Linked DNA regions of Mus musculus: region 2 is linked to region 1. Evidence: chromatin contacts called from public promoter capture Hi-C data. All regions are on one chromosome and are shown on one strand. The core of a region is the stretch at or near the end of the contact, and the rest is flanking DNA. Distances in the headings are between cores, read along the strand shown. Region 1 holds the start of Zfp418 (zinc finger protein 418). Region 2 holds the start of Zfp28 (zinc finger protein 28).

Region 1 (2,971 bases), core at 323-2,822:
ATCCTTGGTTCTATGGAGGCTTGATGTCCCAGAGCAGGTGAATGCTAAGGCAGTGAGGTGGGAGAGCTCCCTCACAGAAGCAGAGAGGAGGGGGATAGGATAGGGGGTTTGTGGAGGGGAAACTGGGAAGGGGGATAACATTTTAAAAGTATTAAAATAATAAAATAAAGCTGATTCTGTTTCCTAATCCACCCGTATTCAAGGATAAACAGCAGCCTTCAGCAATCAGGATGTCTCCATGCTTAATTTTCCCCAGAGTTGTAGATCTGTGTGACTAGCCAGCGGCTGACATTCCCACTATACTACTGGGTTTTGAAATCTCAGTCTCCCTCTTTTTGTATTTATTTATTTATTTATTTATTTATTTATTTATTTATTTATTTTCTCCCAGTATGCATATGTATGTGAGTGTACAAGTAGAAAAGCAGGGCACAATTTTCAGGAATCAGTTCTCTCCCTTTATCATGTAGGTTCTGGGGACTGACTTAAGTACTCAGGCTTGGTAGCAAGTGCCTTTACCAACTGAGCTATCTTATCAATCACTCATTCTTTCTTAGGGTCTCACCATGTATCCCAGGCTGGCTTTGAACGTGCCTTGGTCCTCTCTAGTGTTCAGACTCCAGGGATATGCCTCCATGCTAAATGTTACATTCCATTCTTAAGAACCCCCACAAAAATGAATTCCACTACCAACGTGAGGCAAGAAGTGTGGCCACACTGGTGAACTTACTAGAACACCCCACACTCACCTGTATACAGACCATACCCTTTTCTGTAGATCTGGGAACCTGTGGGAAGAAAGTTGTAAGAATCAAAGACCATGGTAAGTTTTCATGGACCTGGACCCCTGTCCAGTCCTGAATCTTCATAACCTTTTATATCTAAATTATCTCTAAACTATGCATAGTGCTGAGTCATAGCAGCTGCGGGATGTTGCACAAAGCTTTATTCTCCTGAGGGCTCCATATTATTCTCTTCCAGCCCGCTCTAACTCTGTGCAGCTTTTGGAATATTTTGAATAACCTCTAGCTACATTTATCTTCCATTCAGTCCCGCTGGCTCCTCCGTAGTGAGGGCATAGTTAATGCACCTCACCTTGCCGTTTTTTTAGGCTGGAATGCTCCCGGTTAAAGTGGCCAAACGTGATACTGCCCACACAAATCAGTCAATCACTCTTCTCTTGGTCCCACTCTTCCATGCCTCATCAGACTAGTTACGAGAAATGCGGATCCCATCCACGAGCTTGGCACTGTTCTGGACACAGGGATTAAGTTTTTCATAAGGATGTGAGCTGAGCGGGAGTCCTCAAGGGGCTCTAGGACTCAAAGTATCTAGGGAGAGGGAGCGCCTAGTATGTGGCACTTACCTGAGCCAGGTGCTTCAGCGCCGCCATCCGGCTCTGTAGAGTACGCAGGGGCCGGTGCACGGCCGCCGCGGCTGATGATGGTCTGCTTGGCCGACACCCAGTGCCTGTTCGCTCTCGTACCTTTAGTCTAACTTGCTGATTTTAAAGCTCAGAATCCTCCAAATACCAACCCATGGACAGTTAAACCAAAGACAGGACAAAATGCAGGAAGTACCGCCCAATGTCTGTCGACCTTCCCAGGCAGAAACTGCCCTCTTTGGCTCAGCAGTTTGCTACTCTGCTCTTGGCATTGTGGGTAATGTAGTTCCTACTGCTCAGGCTTGAACCAACAGCAGCCCATAATCCATCCTCACAATGATCTTAATTTGTTTCAGAATATTTCTGCAGTAAAGGAAGAGTGGGGATTTTATTTGGGATTTTATTTGGGGGAACCTATATGTATTTATAAAGGAAAACACTCCAGATGCAATGCTGACACATCTCTGACCATGCTTAGTGAAGAAATATGTTGCTACTTATGGAAAGATATTCGACACACTGTAGCATGTTTTAAATAGAGATAATTTAGCCCAAATTTTGAAAGTTAAAACAGCAGACAGGAAAAACTTTTCGAGCCTCTCTTGAGAGGTTTTGTAAGCCACTCTGCATTTAGAATGAGTGAGTTAAATATAGAGTAAGCCAAATTGAAGAATAAATATGAAGAAAGAAATACCAAAACATCTAGTTGGGAGAAAATATCCAGCAAAAACCAAACAAGGCAGCCATCTGTGAGTCCTAATGGGGGAGATCCCCCGCAGAACAATGTCCTATCAGGTAACTTCAGGAAAGAACAAGGAGCACCATAAAGGGACAACATCATCCAATCAGGTATTCACAGCACTAGCAGAAGCTAACAGGGTGGGGAGGGCAAGGTGAGGCAATGACGGAGTTCCTGACTGAGCTTTCTCCCCAGGCATGAGCTTCCTATGGCTGAATTGTTCTTTTTCAATACAATAACTTATTAATGTATTATTTGTTTCTTTGTTTTAAGACAAGGCATCACTTCATAAGCCTGGCTGGCCTGGAACTCACTATGTAAACTACGCTGTTCCCTAACTCATAGGGATCCTCCTGTCTCTGGAGTGCTGGAATTAAAGGCATGGGCCATCACTCTGGGCACATTACAGAGATTTTTATATCCTAGGAGAAACAGTAGTAAATTTTGTTAGAAATGTTCACTTTATACCTGTTCTGAAGGACACACAATTTAACATTCAGGCTGTTTTGCTTTTCCCTCTGAATGAAAATTAAGACACAATAGCTCCAGGGTATGGTGGAAGAGGAAATTTTTATTGTAGATGTAAGGGAGAGTATAGACTGAGGCATCTAGAAAGATTCAGACAGACCAAGAGAGAGAGAGAATTCAAGGGAAGAAGTGAAGAGAAGAGACAGAGACAGAGACAGAGACAGAGACAGAGACAGAGAAGGGGTAGGGGGTAGGAGCAAGCTGATCAAGAGAGGCAAGAGTAAGCCAAGAGATCCTGTGGCTGAGGAAAGAGAAATTGAGGGAACTTAAGGGAGGTCCCTGGGTTAGCGTAGGGTGCAGAGTGAGAAGTGCCTACAGGA
Region 2 (2,849 bases), core at 69-2,568, 790 kb after region 1:
GAGGCAGGCAGAGTTCTGTGAGTTCAAGACCAGCCTAGTCTATATAGTGTACATAGTGAGTTGCAGGGCAGCCAGAGCTATGTAGATAGACCTTATCCAAAACAAAAGACAAACAAACAAAAAAACCCTTCTGAGATAAATGGGACAATGAAAGGGATGAATCATTTCTTCAACCAAGAAGGAACAGTTGGGATGAAAAGGAAAGAGAATCAGTTTGAAGCTAGCCCTGTAGCCCATCACTCACCGGAGTAGGAAGAAACAGCACCCAGGACAGGTCTCTTAAACTGAAAACTTTTCACAGAAAATAAACACCATTAAGTATTGAAAAGGCAAGACTGTTTCAGGAAGCAAAGAGGAAATGTGACTCACCTGCGACTTGGCTTTATGTCTAGTCCCTGTAGGGGCAGCTTCCTGTTTGCGGTTTATCTCCTGGAGGAAGTTGGTATCTCTGGAAAACAGAGCTGGAGGAAAGGAAGGACTAGACACCAAATCTACACGAGACTACACCGTGCATGAGCAGAGATGCCAAACCCTTATTACCCTGTGCGGGAGTAAGGACAGGGTAGGATGTGGAATCAGGTTGTCTCTTTTCTCGTCTTACTTGCATGAATATATGTGCACCACGTGTGTGTGCCTGATGCCCACAAAGTTCAGAGGAGAATGTTCTATCCCCTGCAATAGGAGTTAGGGATGGTTGTGACTCACTATGTGGGTGCTAGGAACCTCTGCAAGAGGAACAAGTACAATGGCTAAGCCATCTCTTGTCGCACTGGGAGTTTCATTTCTTGAAGCATTGACATGGATACAAGTCTAAACTAAGTTGACCCTGTAGTTGTCAACGTCCCTCCAGCACCTCTGCCTGACTTCTCTGCCTCAAGTTGAGCTTTCGAGGATTGGTTATTTAACCATCACAATCACGCGCCCAGAGACACCATCTCCAGCACCAAGGCCTCGAGAACCATCGGACCTTACCCTTCCTTCACACCCAGAATAGATTCATCTTTGTCCACTCAGCCCAGAAACATGACACTCACCTTTGTGCGCGGTCCCCGAGGTCACTGCTCCTTGCTGATCCTGGGAGGCCAGGCTGTTCCTGGAGCGCGGCCTTCCCCGGTCGGGGCTCCCAGGAGCAACTACAGTCCCCGCCGCCGGACCTCCACCAGGCCTGGCCTTTGTGCAGAGGGCGCCACGCCCCAGGAGGGCCCAGGGTTCGCATGACACTACACTCGCCATTCCCTGCATGTCACGCGAGGGGCGCACGCTCTCCTAGCCAGGCTGCAGACACCCTTCAAGGCCGCTGCTCAGGGACACACCCCCGGCAACACCCACGCCCGCCACGCCCTCGCCAGCCACGCCCTCGCCCTGCCCAACCCCGCCCTAAAAGATCGGACCCTCAGGCAGTTCCTCCGGAACGCACCGGAAGTGGACTTTGCTTGAGCACAAGGCCCCCTGGGAAGTGTAGTCCCCAGCGGAGAAATCCTTTAGAGCCCAGCTGGTTTTTACAAGACCCTGTGGGAGAACCGCGGGACCCTGCCGGAAACACGAGTCCCGCGAAATTCAAAACAGTTCCTCAGAGGCTTCTGGGAGTCCTGGTGACAATTGGAGCGTACGAGTGCAGCGGCAGGGCTAGTGGCGCGCGATTTGAGGTTGTTTGGAGGAAGGGGAGTTGGAGGATGCTGTGAATTGGGCTGGGGCAATGCGGGCTTTTGGCAAGTCCACAGTGGTTCTGGTTGCATGTACTTTTCAGTTTGGGATTCAGTTGCTGCCATTGCAATCTTCACCTCTCCACTAGACCACCTCGACTTTAGTGCCTAGTGTTCAAAATGCCCCTCTGTATGTACTACCAAGTTTTAGGTCTGCAGGTTTCCCCAGGTTTTCTTCTGCGGTGCCTCTTTAATATGTTCACTCTTGCCTTTAATCGCAGTGCCCGGGAGTAAGAGACAGCCGGATCTCAGAATTCGAGACCAACCTGATCTGCAGAGCGAGTTCCAGGACAGTCAGGGCTACACAGAGAAACGGGGAAGCGGGGTGAGGTGAGGGGAGCGCAGTTTATTCTTTGTCGGTTTCATACATGTATATATACTGTATCTTGATCATATCCAACACATCTCCTCTCCCAACCATCCCCAATACTTCCACATTCCTTTTGCCACCCCACCACACTTTTTTTTTAAATATAGCCCTGTTAGTGCCGCCTACCAGTATACCAGTGGAGTGTGACATGAACAATCTACCAGAGGCCACATCCCCAAAGAAAAATGACTCCCACTCTCTCAGCTGCCATCATTTGCTTATAGCTCCTCAGCTAGGTGTGGAGGGGTACGCCCTTCCTCTATCAATGGCTATAATATTGATCGGCGCTGGTAATTACCAGCAATCTTGTGCTGGTAATCAGTTTCTATGAGTTCATGAGCACAACATGCCCAAAACCATTCCACAGCACTCCTTGCCATTCTCAGACTCTTACATTCTTTCTCCTTCGTCTAATACGATGTTCCCAGACCCTTGAGAAGGTATACAAGAATGTCCCATTTAGGACTGTGAGCTGCCTATTTTTGTCATTCAGTTATCATCTGAGAGAGTGTTGTGTGGCTCTGGATGTTCTGGAACTCACTCTGTAGACCAGGCTGGCCTCGAACTCGGAGATCTGCCTGCCTCTGCCTCTGGAAGGGCTGGTTTTAAAAGTGTGTGTCACTACCGCTGAGCAAGCAGAATATTCTTTATATAAAATGTTTGAGAACAAAAGTGTTATTTTTTTTTCTGAGTGGTAAATATGTGCATACCGTAATGAAATATTTTAGAAAAGAAACCAACATCTAAATATAAAACCATTTATGCTTCACAAACAC

Evidence for each region. Capture Hi-C pulls out chosen DNA fragments and counts their contacts.
Region 2: a contact with region 1 is called in a promoter capture Hi-C map of liver, with 8 times the contacts expected there. The contact joins the promoter of Zfp28 here to the promoter of Zfp418 in region 1. A contact is called at or near these places in 14 of 39 promoter capture datasets (the 3T3-L1 cell line, 3T3-L1-derived adipocytes, the C10 cell line and 9 more), 1 of 15 datasets of contacts at CTCF or cohesin (large pre-B cells), 4 of 115 datasets of contacts at active chromatin or transcription factors (bone marrow-derived macrophages, embryonic limb bud and embryonic stem cells) and 5 of 9 other capture datasets (adipose tissue, embryonic stem cells, liver and 2 more).

Annotation. Positions count from the first base shown.
Region 1 is chr7:7,169,954-7,172,924 of GRCm38.p6, reverse strand. It overlaps Zfp418 (zinc finger protein 418), which reads right to left and starts at 1,572. Exons shown (of 4, transcript NM_146179.2): 1 at 1,367-1,572; 2 at 750-788. The coding sequence starts at 1,393.
Region 2 is chr7:6,381,787-6,384,635 of GRCm38.p6, reverse strand. Zfp28 (zinc finger protein 28) reads right to left here and starts at 1,318. Exons shown (of 7, transcript NM_175247.3): 1 at 1,035-1,318; 2 at 370-461. The coding sequence starts at 1,242. Zfp78 (zinc finger protein 78) reads right to left here. Exons shown (of 5, transcript NM_001025163.1): 5 at 2,031-2,849.